Linked DNA regions of Mus musculus: regions 1, 2, 4 and 5 are each linked to region 3. A link is a contact called in public ChIA-PET, HiChIP or PLAC-seq and promoter capture Hi-C data. All regions are on one chromosome and are shown on one strand. Each heading gives the region's core, a stretch centred on a gene start, on an enhancer-like site or on the middle of the called end of the contact. The rest is flanking DNA. Distances are from core to core; before and after follow the strand shown.

Region 1 (2,700 bases), core at 25-2,524, 370 kb after region 3:
GGCTTCTTCCAGTTGCCTGAAGAATATGGCTTAGACTTTCTTTTCTTTCCTTCCTCTCTTCATTTCATTTTTTCATTCTTTTTTCTTTCTTTTTCTTTCCTTTTTTTTTTTTTTTGGACAGTTTTACTACGTAGCCCTGGCTGTCCTGGAACTCAGTAGTTCAGGCTGGCCTCAAACTCACAGAGATCTGTCTTCTTCTGCCTCCCAAGCACTGGGATTAAAAGCATGCACCACTATGGCCAGCAGACTTGCTTTTGTAAGTAACCCAGACCTGAAACAACATGATTCTGCCCACTTGACCTGACACCTCTGTCAAGTTGCTGCCTCTCAACACTGTTAAGAATGGCAACTACATAGCCGGGCATGGTGGTGCACACCTTTAATCCCAGCACTCGGTAGGCAGAGGCAGGCAGATTTCTGAGTTTGAGACCAGCCTGGTCTACAAAGTGAGTTCCAAGACAGCCAGGGCTACACAGAGAAACCCTGTCTCGAAAAAAAAACCAAAAAACCAAACAAAAACAAAACAAAACAAAAGAATGGTGACTACATTTCTGTGTGATCTTTGGAAGAAAGGATACAAACCACAGCAGGGCCTCACCAAATTGGAGCAACATCTAGACTTGCTAAAGGGACTGGAGGTGTAGTTCAGTATAGCTCAGCCCTTGCCTAGCTTGCTCCAGGTCCAAGGCCAAGAAATAAACCAATGATAAGGCGTCATCCACAAATAGGACAGTGGCGATGAGAGCAGAACCCAGGGAAGTCTAAGTGATAAGACACTCATATGAGTGCAGTGTACAAAAGCTCGGGAAAGAGAGAAGATCTGTGGCTTTCTAAAGCAGAAAACATAAAGACTCGAGTCAGCACTTAGCAGATACTACAACGCCTACCAGAGGCTAAAGCAATGGATACAATGATTGCCTCATTTTGTTACTTTGTCCTAAAACTTACCTCTGGTAATAAATACTCCTCTAGTCAATTGTCTTTACACTGACAAACACCCAAGGTAAAGTAACTACCGAGTAGAAGGATTGGGACTCCTCCCAGCTTTGGGTGCTGTTAATTACACCACAGCTGCTGCGTGTCACCTGCTGACAGATTTACTACAGCAGTAACGCTGTTTTCCCATCGGCCATGCCATGCCGATATTTTTAGCCCTGGCTTATTAGAATTGGGTGGGTGCCCTGTGATTCCCCCCGCCCCTTGCCTCTGAGCTGGGAATCCGTGACTCAATGTCCTTATTCTGCTTAGTTTATTGTCTGCAGAGGAATTAGTCATTTCTGGGCGACGACAACTGCAGCCTGCAGTGGACAGTTCAAATCTGAGTCACAGTTTTCAGCCGTAAGTGTAGTCATCGTGTGATGTTCATGAGCAAGCAGAAATAAACAATATGCCTCCTTTATTTCTGCCCCTCCCCCCACAACACCCCCGCTTCTATCCTTTCATGTAAATGCCACAGGCTGATGGTGACAATACAAAGTCCCCTCTCTGGGCTTCAGTGGCTCAGCCATCTCTTCTTAGCACTCTCCTTCCTGGCAGACACTGCTTACTGATGGATCTGCTGAACGCAGTCCAATCTATTATCCTCCAGTGAACTTTAACTGAGATACATCTCACTCTAAAGCTTAAGCACTTAAAATCTGAGGGACAAACAGCGGTGCAGTAAGCAGAAGCGAGATGGGAAAAACAGTCAAATTTCAAAAGCAAGGCACGGAAGTCAGAGAAACGATGAGACGGAACGAGGCGGTCTACTGACATGGGGAACCAGGCGGTCTACTGACACTGGGAAAGCGGGCTGAAGAGTGTCTGCCCATGGATATGAGGTCAGAAAGTGCAATTCTAGACTCTGGTGTCGTAGGGCAAAGGAACACATGAGGAACACGTGGAATCTCATCACAGAAGCTGGAATAGCAGTGCATGCCTTTAATTCCAGCACGTGGGAAGCAGAGGCAGGGTAGATCAAAGTAGGGTTCAAGGCCAGCCTGGTCTACAGAGAAACACGGCGGGACCCAATGTCCAAACAGCTGGAGAGATGGCTCATTGGTTAAGAGCCACTGGTTGCTTTTGTAGAGGAGCTGGGTTCAATTCCCTACAACCATGTGGCGGTTCACAACCATCGGTAGCATGGTGGCTCATGACTGTCTGTAACAAACTGTCAGTTACAAGAGATCAGATGTACTCTTCTGGCCTATGTGGGCGTGAGGCACACAGGTGGCACACATATGTACATGTAGGCAAAACATTTACACACATTAGAAAAATAAATATTAAAAAGCAAACAAACCGGCTTCTTTAGTTAGCCGTTAACCAACAAGAGCTCCTCACTCAGAACCGAACCCGCCAGTGATGATGCAGTTGTTATGGGTTCTGTTTTGGGCAGGTGACCATGGCTCTTTTTGACCCTTTGAGTCAGGGTCTTTACAAGTAGCCTGAGCAGGTCTTGAACTTAGGTCCTCTAGCCTCAGCCGTCCAGTCCTGGGGTGATAGCTGTGTACCGTCACATGTGGCTATTTCCTTTTTTTTTTTTTTTAAAGATTTATTTATTTATTATATGTAAGTACAATGTAGCTGTCTTCAGACACTCCGGAAGAGGGCATCAGATCTTGTTACAGATGATTGTGAGCCACCATGTGGTTGCTGGGATTTGAACTCAGGACCTTCGGAAGAGCAGTCGGTGCTCTTAACCACTGAGCCATCTCACCA
Region 2 (2,700 bases), core at 61-2,560, 310 kb before region 3:
TTTCCCTCCCCTCCCCTCCGTACCCACCCCCCCCCAATCGCCATATTCTTCTGGGTTCTTAGAAAAGTGCTGGTCAAGTCCCACAGCTGAGTTGGGTCTCTGTGCTAATTGCCTTTCATCCTGAACTTCTCATCCATCTACTTTTCTACCTGCCATTGCTTCACAGTCTGGAAGAAGACGTTGCGGTCCCCATTTTCTACCTCTGCTCTAAGTGGCGCCACAGGTTGCTTTGTCCCAGAGCTGAGCAGAGGGCATGGAGGACTTTCTGCGCAAGAAGACGAGGAGAATCTGGAGAAAAGCAGAAAGCTCCGGGGACAGGCAGGCAGAGAGAACAAAGCTCTGTGCCCTAGGGCTGCTTAGTGGGGGCCCTTCTAAGGCTGCAAAGTGCCTGTGACTCAGAGGTGGAGGGAGCTCAGAGCTGCAGCGTGAGTCTCCCGCATTAACTCTTATCTGTCTGGAATAGAAAACCTACAACCTCAGTGCAAGGCTTTACCGCTCAGCCCCACAATCCCGAGACTTGTACACCAGGGCCCAGGGCTTTGGCCATGCTTATTAAGACCTCTGGACAGCCATGTCTCCCCCTACACCTCCCACAACAGAATCTGGTTAAAAGAGCTTCCGTGTGGTAATGTCCAGTGGTTTACTTGCTCCGAGGGTACAAAATACCACTGAGCGACCACCAGCTGCCCAGCGACAAAACAGTCCCTTAAGAACTGGTGCCTCTGGTTCAAAAGCTGGCTGCACAGAGGGGAGGCCTCAACTCTCCCGTTGATCCCAAACCCCACTCCGAACGTCTTTATCTCATCGTCTTTGTCACGGGAATATGTGTCATCTTCCCAGTCTCAGGCGGCAAGAAAACGCTATTGAAAGAAATTAAAAAATATATAATAATAAAATAAAAAAGGAAAAAAGAAAACACTGCGGTTCTTGTGCGCAGCTCGGAGGCAAGTCCTGGGCGTCTCCCCGAGGATTCCGTGCTGAGCCCTGCGCGCTTTAGGGTGAGAGCCGCGGGCGGCGCCCCGGGGGTCTAGCGGACCAGGAGATCGCACCCCCGGGTCCCCGCATCTTGAACTGGAGCGCAACGCGGGGAGCTCGGCGGTGCCTGACGCCCAGAGCGGCGGGCCCGGCGCTGGGTGCGAATTCGCGGCATCGCTCGGAGTGGCAGCCTGCTGCATCCAGGTCCTCGCGGGCCACCAGCCGGGAGCGGGACAGGCTCCGGCTTAGCCCGGAGAGCCGCCCCTCCAGGAAGCGCCCGCCTCGCGCCCGCTTCCCGCCCACATCCTCCCTCGACTGGAGGGAGGAGCCCGCGCCGCAGCCGGGGCCCGAGGAGGGCCAGCCCCAGCCCGGGCGAGCGCACGAGTGGGTACGGCCGCGCGGGTAGCGCCCTGAGCCTGTCCCGCGCCGCCGCCCGGCCGACAGCACAGCGCCCGGGGATGCCCCGGCGGCCCGGAGCACGCTGAGGCTGCGGAAAGCGCGGTGAGTGGGGTCCGCGGCGAGGGCGGGCCGGGCACTGTGTGCGCTCAAGTTCGGCCTGGGGCTTGGAGGGGGAGTGGGTTCAGCCGAAGGGACTCCGATGTCCCTGGCCGCCGCCCCCCGCAGCACGCCTGGGGGGGGGGGGCTCAGCTCCCACCCGGCCACGCGGGGGCGCCCGTCTGCGGGGGGCGGCTGGAGGATGGGCGGCTTCGGGGACACTGGCTAGCTATTTAGGAGACCCTCTTCCACCGTTAGATGTCTAGAGGGCGGCTGTGGGCTAGCGATCGCAGCCGCCAGCACAATTGTTTGGAGGCGAGCGCGCCCTTTGATCCCACCCTGACCAGGACCTGGCGCTACTCGGGATCAGCTCTAGGGCCGACTCCCTGCTCCAACTGGGGAGAAGAGATGGGGAATAGTGCCGGGCGGCGTTCCAGAAGTCGGAGTGTGTTTGCAAACTAGTTTTTGCGCAAAAGCTGTCTGGCACCTGTGTGTTTCAAGGGGTGGAGGAGGAAGCGAGAAGCCCTTCTTTTTTTCCCCATCCCCACAATGGTGCTCCTGGGAAAAATAAAGGAGACTAATGTTCCTTTTTCCTTCTCTTCCCCTCCCTTCCCGAATCCTGTCTTTGGTACAGCTGACTAGTCTTTGGATAAGGGGCTACCTCAAAAGGAGGCTGGGAGTGCCCAAGGTCACAGGTGCAATAGCAGTCCGGAGCTGGGTGGCCATTCAAAGGGTCCTCCTTGTACTCTGATTCTTCCTGCCCTATAAGAATTCTGGGGGAAGGGGAAAGGGGAAAGGCCTTTGAGAATTAGCCCAGATGCCCTTTGTTTTGTCTGACCACAGACCACCATCATGTAGGGGTGTGGAACTGTCACGCAGAGATGGGAAGGGGTATTATACTGCCCCTCTCAGAGATAGAAAGGAGTATTATACTGCCCCTGGAGGTGTCTACCGCATCTTTGTTTGGAGGCATTGTTGCTAGGCAGGCTTCCTGCTGAGAATTCCCTAGTCCAGGGTTAGGGTCCTGCTTTCCAGCCTGGGGAGATCCCCTCCCTTTGCCTTCTTCCAGGCAGAGCTAAACTCTTCCAGAATATAGCTCCCTCACCATGGGCTCAGAAGGGATTTGACGTGGGCTCGTCAAAGTGGGAGGGCCTGGTCATCCTTCCTTCTTGTCAGGAAAGCTGCTGTCCAGGAGAAACAATTTAAGGTCCCTGATGCTTCAGGATTGCA
Region 3 (2,700 bases), core at 164-2,663:
TTGGGTCCCATTTAAGGTGGCAGAGAGGCTGGGGGTGACTCAGTGGTAGCAGGTCCAGCTGATTAGGGATAGGGTCACAGTTCAGTGGTATGTGCTTAACCTAGCATGACCTGGGTCCACTCTTCAATACCACAAAGCGAAACAAACACCAACCAATAGCCAAGAATGTCGGAGCCTTCGTGTAACCCTAGCTCTCTCGGGAGACTGGTGAAGGAGTTCTGAGGACAGTTTACGCTCCTCGGTGAAACTCTTCTCTCAAAAGCCATTCATTATCAGGGCTCTGGGAAGGGCGAGGCTGTGCTTTGCAAGCATAAGGAGTTTGAGCCCCAGAACCCACATAGAAAACCTTGGGTGTGGGCTACCAAGATGATTCAGTGGGTTAGGGGTGCTTGCTACAAAGCCTGACAACCTGAGTTTAACCCTCAGAACTCAAAGTGGAAGCAGACACTCCTCCCCAACACACACAGAATCTTTATATATGTGTGTATACATGCATACACATACATATATATACATACACATATATGTGTACATACATATAAGTATATATGTATGTGTGTGTATATATATTTCAAAAGCTCGTGTGGCAAAGTTTGTTATCCAGCCTTAACTGGTACGCTTCAGGCCAACTAGAGGCCCTGTCACAAAGAAGGTGGCCACAGTTTGATGAAACACCAAGTTGTCCTCTGGCCTCCACACACATGCGTATGCACCTATACATACATGTTCCCCCACCCCATGACCATGACACTAAACATACACCGTTTACTTCTAGCAAACATCAAGACTTCCCTGGTAGAGCAAGCGAGGCAGTCCGCTCTACTCTGAAGACCCGCAGCTTGGACTCAGGCACCGAGAAGCGAACTTCTCCCGACCTTGCAAATGGCTAGTGATCGCTAGGGACCACACCCCGGCACAGGGGCAACTCTCCAGGACAAAAGCCTGGGTGGCTCCTTCTATAAACAAGCATCCTAGGACATAAATGCCGGGCTCGAATGGACAACCTGTGGCTCCAGGTTCTCCCCACCTTTGGTGCTTTCCGCCAAGTGCCCTGGAGGAGACTCAAGGTCACCACCGATGGCTAGGAGTAAACTGACGGTCCCGATGCCAGCTCCGGGTTTCCACGCGGAAAAAGGCGGCGGACGAGCCCCGGCGTCCAGCACGCCGCGTGCAGGGCCCCGGCCGCCGCGGCCCCTCACCCCGGCTTCCCCAAGGGGTGACAATGACGGCGCCAGAAGCCGAAGCGAGAGCACGGGAGACCAGAGTGGCCCCTAGGAGGGCCGTTAAGCCCGCTCAGATGCTCGAGCGACCCCGAGCGTCCTCACCTTCCTCGTAGCCTGAAAACCCGCTCCGCGGACGCCGGCTTCTCGTCCTGGTCTCTCGCGAGAAGACGCCGCACAACACCTGAGTCCTAGTGAGCGGACGCGGCCCCACTGACGCGTGACGCTGCCCGGCGCGTCGCCGCCCTCAGCGTGCGTGCGTGCCCACTTCCAAGATGGCGGCGACAGCAGCCGTGTCTGGTGTCCTCGGCCGCTTGGGCTGGAGGCTCCTGCAGCTGCGGTGCCTGCCCGGTGAGGTGACAGCCAGCCGAGCCGGGGCGCGAGGGGGAAAAACGGGAAGAAGGCGCAGGGCGGATCTGGGCTTGGCGTGGGATGATAGAGGCTCTGGTCGGGGCTAGCAAGGTAAAGGGCATCGGCGTGGAGCCGCTGGAGTCGCGAGCTGGAAAAAGCCACTTAAGGGTTTCAGTCGCCGGACTTTGAGCTGTGAGGGGGCAAAAGCCGCGGGGCAGTCCTGTCACCCCGGTTCCCCAGAGGTAATGGAGCTTCAGAGAGGGCTCGGTGTGCCCAAGGTCACAGAGCTCGTCCGTTCCAAAGCGTTCTCCGTCGCCGTAGGCGCTGTGCCAGCCTCGCTGGAGAAACCGACCGAACAGCCACAGAGTCAGTTATTGCCACACCACGTCACTAAGCTGGTGACATTCGTCATTTGCTGCCATATGCCCCGTATTTTTATCTCCACAGTAATAGTAGACATTTACTTTTAGAAACTTTGTACATTGTCATTAAGTGGAAAAGCAAAAATCGCTGTCCGTATATAGAATCTTTCTGCACTGACACAGTGACAAAAAATATGCAACTAAAATCTCCATGAACCGCAGAGATCTCGCAACCATACTTTGGGGGCTCCTCACTTCAAATTTTCTGGGCCTATAGCAAATGCTGATGTTGTTAAGCATGCTGTTCTGTGTTTCTTTCCTTATTATTTTCAATGACTTCCTTTGTGGCATTTTTAGCTAGAGTTTCAGACGAAATATGTTTAACAAAAATAATGCAATGTGAGCCAACAAATCCAGTCATAGGGTATTTACCCATGAAATTGTGTCCACAAAAAGTTCAACTGTATTCCCGACAACTTTATATTAGGTGGGCCCTTAAAGCCCAAACATTCATCTTTTTTTCAATGTTATGCAAGCAGTTTACAACAGGTATCTCCGAAGTAACCGTCCCCTTTCTGAAGTATTTGAGATAAAGTCTCACTCTATATTTCTGGCTGACCTGGAACTCACTGTAATATAGACCAGACTGACCTGGAACTTAGAGAGATTGGCCTGGTCCTGCCTCCTGAGTGTTTTCTTTCTTTTTTTTTTTTTTTTAATCAGAGTTTACTTTTTTTTTTTTTTTTTTTTTTGGTTTATTTATTTAT
Region 4 (2,700 bases), core at 191-2,690, 510 kb before region 3:
CTTTCTTATGCTCTTTCTTCATGTTATACTGTACCCACGGGTACTTTTGTTTTTATGCATACATATATTTTTGGCTAGATTCCACAGGAGGGAGAGTGTGTGGTTTATTTCTGAAGTTGTATGATCTCACCTAATATTCATACTGAGACTGTCCATTTTCCCGAAAACATTTTAACTTGATAGCCAAGTAGCATGCATATATATAATTTATACTTATATAACTTATGTATACATGGTTTATACATATACATAGTTTTTTTTACCCATTCATTTGTTGATTGTCAAGGTCGATTCCAAATCTTTGTTATAGTCAATAAAGCAGCAAGAAGCATGTACCGTCGTCTCCTATTCTTGTAAGGGGCTGGGTCACCTCACTGGGAAGTAACTGAGAGCAAATTCAGGACATGTGTCTGGGAGGGCAGAGGGAGCGGGCTTTAGGGTAGCCCTAAGCCTCAGATGATTCAGGGAAACACTGGGTGGTTCCAGAGACAGGGCAGGATGCCAGGCTTTTGTGCCCCACAGCCATGGATTACTGAACGCCCAGCCTCTTAGGGAAAGATAGTTATGGGTGGGGCCATTAATGTAAGGGCTGACTCTGGGACCCCTCACAGCTACAAGTCCATTGCTTTCTTAGGACACATCCAACATCCACTAGTTCATCATCAAGACCCAGAGTGTCTTTCATACCCCAGGGCAATGCCCCTGCAATGGCTTAGGAGCCTTTGCTGACCAGATCTCCTACTTCATGGGAACAATGCATGGCTCCAGGGAGGGAAAGACCAGTTGCTCTGGGCTCCAAACTACAGCCCCGTAGGCCAGCCTGTGAATGTGTAGGTCAGGCTGCACTGTGCCTGTTTACCCTAGAGGCCAGTGGCCAGCACCAAGCTCTCAAGGTTTGTCAGTCAAGAGGTGGCTGCAGGTCTGGCTTGAGGCCACTAATCACAATGGCTTATGTATATTGAAATGTATCAGGAAAGACGCTGAGACTGTGAGGGATGGAGATCGGAAGGCAGACTTCCTTTTTTTTTATATGCATGTCCTAAGATGACATCCATTCAAACTAGTAAATAAAATGAAAGAAATACATTGTGCCCAACACGAGGACTGTTAACCTGCAGTGTAGGTAGGCACCTTGCAGCAGGCCTTCTCTGGGTCCTCTCTCATGTCTGCTGCTTCCTGGGTCCTAGCTGCAGAACCTCTGCTACCCTAGGCTTAGAAGGGCTACTGCAGGACTCAGGGATGTGGCCCTGGCTCTAGCCCAGCCCTCCTGCTCCAAATTGGCCCCTGTGTCAATGATCAGATAAATGGGGGCAGGACAGCAGTTGCTATGGCTCCGCCCCCCACCCTGGCAGAGACCCTGCTCACTTGCCATGGGCGGTCTGGACCAAGCTCCCGCCTCCTCCCAGCCTATAAAGCCACCCTCAGTGCCCTTGCCCACTCTTGTCCCCTCCTTTGATACCCAGAGCCATAATGGCAGAGCTCCCCGTGACAGAGCTGCCTGGCGATGCTCTGTGCAGTGGGCGCTTCACCATCAGCACACTGATGGGAGGCGATGAGCCCCCACCAGCTGCCTGTGACAGCAGCCAGCCCAGCCACTTAACACACGGCAGCACCTTATACATGCGCACCTTCGGTTACAACACCATAGACGTGGTGCCGGCCTACGAACACTATGCTAACAGCGCTCTGCCCGGTGAGCCCCGGAAGGTGCGGCCCACCCTGGCTGACCTGCATTCATTCCTCAAGGTAAGCAGAAGTTCAAAGACTGGCCGCTTCCTGGCTGGGTAACGTTGGCATGATTGCCCAACATGTTCTGTCATTCGTGTTGTGAAAATGACTGGGCATCTTCCTCTAGGGTCAAGACACCCAAATGAATAGTGGACAGAGGTGCCATGAAGCTTGGGGGCACAAGTAATACATATTGTCCAGGCACCGGCAGCACAATGATAGCATAGCCTGCTGCTTATACAAATGCAGGTTGCACACCGCTGGGAGAGACTGTGAGAGGGAGGGAGGGAGCATGGTGAGCCCTCTCAAATATTAGCTCATCGGCTTCGCTGTCTGGGAGGCTGGAGGGTCCAATCCCTGTCACCTCACGGTTTCACCAACAGTTGGATGTTCTAACCTCTAACACTCTTCCGTGTTTCAAAGCTTCCCTCTGAAGGGACCAAACAAGACCCCTTGTTTGAATAGGGATGCTGAGATAGGTACTGGGATGAAGGTCCCAGAGTAGGCTGCGGTTGGTAGGAATACGAAATAGAAGATGACCATGCTGGAGTCCAGGCCTGGGTTCAAGACTCTCTGTGTCAGAGACCTGGTGTGTGGCGTGTGACATACTGCTTCACCTCCCATCCCGTGTCACTTCTCAGACTGCAGGCTTGTCAGACTCCAGCCCTCTGCCCTAGAGGGGAGGAGCCTCCCGGAGCAGAAGCATTCTGAATGCTCAGCTTGCTTGCTCTCTCTGGTGTTTCTCCAAGCTTCGAGTAGCATTGTACCCAGGAAGCTGTCCAAGGGCTGCCTGTGTGGCAAAGTGGGGCAGGCAAGACTGAATACAGACACCCAGCCCCTAACCCCCATTGCCTGACTCCTATTGGTCTCTGGGCCCCCAGCAGGAAGGTAGCCACCTGCATGCCCTGGCCTTTGATGGACGGCAAGGTCGTGAGCTGACTGATGGACTTGTGGAAGATGAGACAGGCACCA
Region 5 (2,700 bases), core at 14-2,513, 470 kb after region 3:
CAACAAAACAAAACAAAAGAGGTGGACCTTCGTTTAGGGGTAGGCTCAGCACCGGGCAAGTTTCTTTAAGAGAAGAACTTGGAGTGTTTTCTTAAGTTCCTTGGTCCCTAATCAAGGAGCAGCAAATCTTACAGGACTCCAATAGGACATTCTGAATGACAGGTTTAGCATTTATGCAAATTTATGCAAATCATATGTCAATATATGCAAAAGAATAGACAGCCCCAGGATTCCAAAGCTTGGGATGTCTCACTCAATTTCTGGGGGCTTTGGGATTCTGAGCGAAGCTTCCTGACAGGGAGGGAGGCTGCGGTTCCGCCAGGTAGTAAGGTAGGGCAGAATGGGGGAGGGGTGGAGTATCACTTGCTAATCCCTAGCCTGCTGAGGCCACCACTCTGCCTGATCCCTGCCCTGACCCCAGAGCCTGGCTAATCTCCACCCCTAAAGACCAAAGACAGCGTGGTATCATCTTCCCTGAGACTCATGGGGACAAGGTCCCCTCCAGGCTCCCAGGCAGCCCTGCTGCAGAGCCTGGGGTCTTTGCCTAACACAAACAGTCCTCTTAGGTCCAGAGAGAGGCAGCAGTAGCTAGTACAGGGTCACTGTTCTGGTTCTGGTTTAGGGTCTCTATTGCTATGATGAAACATCATGACCAAAGTAAGTTGGGAAGGGAAGGGTTTATTTGGCTTACACTTCCGTATCACTGAAGGAAGCCAGGACAGGAACTCAAGCAGGGCAGGATCCTGGAGGCAGGGTGCAGAGGCCATGGAGAAGAACTGCTTACTGGCTTGCTTCCTGTGGCTTGCTCCAGCCTGTTTTCTTATAGAACCCAGGACCACCAGCTCAGGGATGGTATCGTCCACAATGGGCTGGGCCCTCCCCATCAATCACTAATTAAGAAAGCCCCCTGCAGGCTTGCCTATGACTAATTTTATGGAGGCATTTCTCTGGTGGGGTTCCCTCCTCTAAGATAGCTATAACTTGTGTCACGTTGATCTAGCCAACACAGTGAAACAGGCTGGGGTGAACCCAGCAGTTATCCCTACCCTAATGTGGCCGGGTCACCTCTATAGAGCCCCAGTTCTGACATTTTCCAAGATGCTTGTCTTATGTGGCTGCCATAGAGACCCAGGGAATAGATGTCCAGTGCCTAGGGATCCTGGCAGCCTGTGTTGCCCAGGGTTACCAGGAGCTTCGTCCTCACAATCAGGTTGCACTGGGCATTGTCTCTGTGATGCTCCTTAGCCTGCAGTTGCCTGGAAGGCACGCCCACATCCTTTCTTTTGCCCACTGAGCAGCAGGAGGATAGACGGTTCTTACCTGCCTGTGCACTTGGGCCTGTGCCCTGCAGATGAGGTAGTGGCTATGGGTAAATGGTAGCAGGGTGTTCTCTCTTCCTTTTTCTCTGTGTTCTACCACTCCATCCTTCCTCATGGAGGGTCAACTCTGAGACAGCTTTTCCACTTTTTCTATCATGCCCCGTCCTGATCCTTCATTATAGTGAGAATTTTGGAATCGTGGTTTCTTTTTTTTTTTAATGCAGAAATATTTTAAGAATGTGCTTTTAATACCCAGGTGTAGGAATATGGGGCTGCCTTGGACTGTCTGAAGCAGCTGACTCTGATTTGCCTCGTGCTCTAGCAGGGGCATAGTTTTGCCAGCTGCAGATAGTTTCTGTGACTTTTGGAATTCTGAAAACTTTTCAGAGGGTCTATAAACTAGGGACCCAGGAGGATTATGGGTTGTTGTTGGTTGTTCAGGGGGGTTGGTTGTAGCTTGATAGTAGTCATGCTCAGAGAACAAACAAGAAGAAACAGAAATTAGATTCGGGGATTTCTTTCCCTTCCTCTCTCCCCTCTATACTTTTTCTCTCATATCTAGTGTTAGTGGGTTGAAAGGGTGGGGGAAAGGTGGAAAAGACTGGAAGAAAGAAGACCCCACAAAGTAGCAAACATTTCATGGTCAAGTTCCTCTCTCCTCCTGCCACCCCATGTCCATTTCTTATCTCTGTAACTTGGAGGGTCAGGAAGTAGAGTCAACAAATTCTAAGATGTAAATGAGTAAAAGGGGCTCCAGGGAATATCTGCTTTTTAGAACAGAGACACTAGGTAACCAACCATCCATCTTTTTCTAATTCAGATCTGTCACATTTCTCTCCTTTAAGAGTCTCATCTATCTATAGCATTTGGGGCAAATGCTAAATATGGCCTAGGCAAATCCAGAGTTGGCTATCTAGCATCATAAGCCACACGGCATTCCAGGCTACATTCTAAATAGCTTTACTATGGCTTTTTCCTGTTCAATATTTAAGTTTCACTTCATCTAGACAGTTCCTAGAGTGTCCTAGCTCCAGCCCTCTCAGATACACGTACACTCTGTGCTGACCTCCCTCAGAGCACTGGGAGCTGTGTGTGTGTCTGTGTGTGTGTGCGTGTGTCTGTGTGTGTGTGTACACACATACACAGAACACATAAATCTGTTGTTTGGATGTGGAGCTTCGGAAAAATCACGGGGCGCACAGAAGATACTCAGTAAATGTTTGATAAATCGTTAAATCAGCATAGGCCAAGAACATGTGCCTATACGGAAGGGCATCTGACTCCGCCCCTCTCTTCCCCAGCGATGGCCCAAATCATAGACCTGGTGCCCTGGGACGAATGCTCCGCCCACTTGTATGCTTCCCCAGCGGTCCTCCTCCCC

The links. Promoter capture Hi-C pulls out the DNA fragments that hold promoters and counts their contacts. ChIA-PET counts read pairs in DNA pulled down with a chosen protein or histone mark. HiChIP or PLAC-seq counts read pairs in DNA pulled down with a chosen protein or histone mark.
Region 1: a FOXA1 HiChIP or PLAC-seq map of pancreatic cancer cells shows a contact between it and region 3. The contact joins the enhancer-like site here to the promoter of Ciapin1 in region 3. A contact is called at or near these places in 4 of 484 Hi-C or Micro-C datasets (B cells, myocytes, pre-megakaryocyte-erythroid progenitors and 1 more), 3 of 115 datasets of contacts at active chromatin or transcription factors (epiblast stem cells, large pre-B cells and pancreatic cancer cells) and 1 of 9 other capture datasets (liver).
Region 2: a contact with region 3 is called in an RNA polymerase II ChIA-PET map of effector CD8 T cells, with 17 read pairs. The contact joins the promoter of Cpne2 here to the promoter of Ciapin1 in region 3. A contact is called at or near these places in 8 of 39 promoter capture datasets (the 3T3-L1 cell line, the C10 cell line, the SN4741 cell line and 5 more), 2 of 484 Hi-C or Micro-C datasets (double positive thymocytes and large pre-B cells), 7 of 115 datasets of contacts at active chromatin or transcription factors (bone marrow-derived dendritic cells, bone marrow-derived macrophages, effector CD8 T cells and 4 more) and 3 of 9 other capture datasets (adipose tissue, liver and pancreatic islet).
Region 4: a contact with region 3 is called in an H3K4me3 HiChIP or PLAC-seq map of stem cell-derived neural progenitor cells, with 5 times the contacts expected there. The contact joins the promoter of Slc12a3 here to the promoter of Ciapin1 in region 3. A contact is called at or near these places in 11 of 39 promoter capture datasets (the 3T3-L1 cell line, the C10 cell line, embryonic stem cells and 6 more), 1 of 484 Hi-C or Micro-C datasets (cerebellar granule neurons), 1 of 115 datasets of contacts at active chromatin or transcription factors (stem cell-derived neural progenitor cells) and 3 of 9 other capture datasets (embryonic stem cells, liver and pancreatic islet).
Region 5: a contact with region 3 is called in a promoter capture Hi-C map of embryonic stem cells, with 2.9 times the contacts expected there. The contact joins the promoter of Tepp here to the promoter of Ciapin1 in region 3. A contact is called at or near these places in 7 of 39 promoter capture datasets (the C10 cell line, the SN4741 cell line, cranial neural crest and 3 more), 1 of 484 Hi-C or Micro-C datasets (B cells), 2 of 115 datasets of contacts at active chromatin or transcription factors (large pre-B cells and stem cell-derived neural progenitor cells) and 1 of 9 other capture datasets (pancreatic islet).

Annotation. Positions count from the first base shown.
Region 1 is chr8:95,208,942-95,211,641 of GRCm38.p6, forward strand. No RefSeq gene overlaps it. Among named protein-coding and RNA genes, the nearest start is that of Gm31277, 9.1 kb to the left of the region's middle. Within about 2 kb of position 1,275, at least 73 of the 459 cell types and tissues checked have an H3K27ac peak or open chromatin away from gene starts, as enhancers often do. A contact at or near this core is called in myocytes and pancreatic cancer cells, where this site is marked.
Region 2 is chr8:94,531,718-94,534,417 of GRCm38.p6, forward strand. Cpne2 (copine II) reads left to right here and starts at 1,311. Exons shown (of 16, transcript NM_153507.2): 1 at 1,311-1,476.
Region 3 is chr8:94,836,927-94,839,626 of GRCm38.p6, forward strand. Ciapin1 (cytokine induced apoptosis inhibitor 1) reads right to left here and starts at 1,414. Exons shown (of 9, transcript NM_134141.4): 1 at 1,326-1,414. It overlaps Coq9 (coenzyme Q9), which reads left to right and starts at 1,487. Exons shown (of 9, transcript NM_026452.3): 1 at 1,487-1,571. The coding sequence starts at 1,496.
Region 4 is chr8:94,327,768-94,330,467 of GRCm38.p6, forward strand. It overlaps Slc12a3 (solute carrier family 12, member 3), which reads left to right and starts at 1,441. Exons shown (of 25, transcript NM_001205311.1): 1 at 1,441-1,746; 2 at 2,610-2,700. The coding sequence starts at 1,471. It also overlaps a transcript of Nup93 not described here.
Region 5 is chr8:95,310,335-95,313,034 of GRCm38.p6, forward strand. It overlaps Tepp (testis, prostate and placenta expressed), which reads left to right and starts at 1,264. Exons shown (of 8, transcript NM_199455.2): 1 at 1,264-1,356; 2 at 2,621-2,700. The coding sequence starts at 2,623.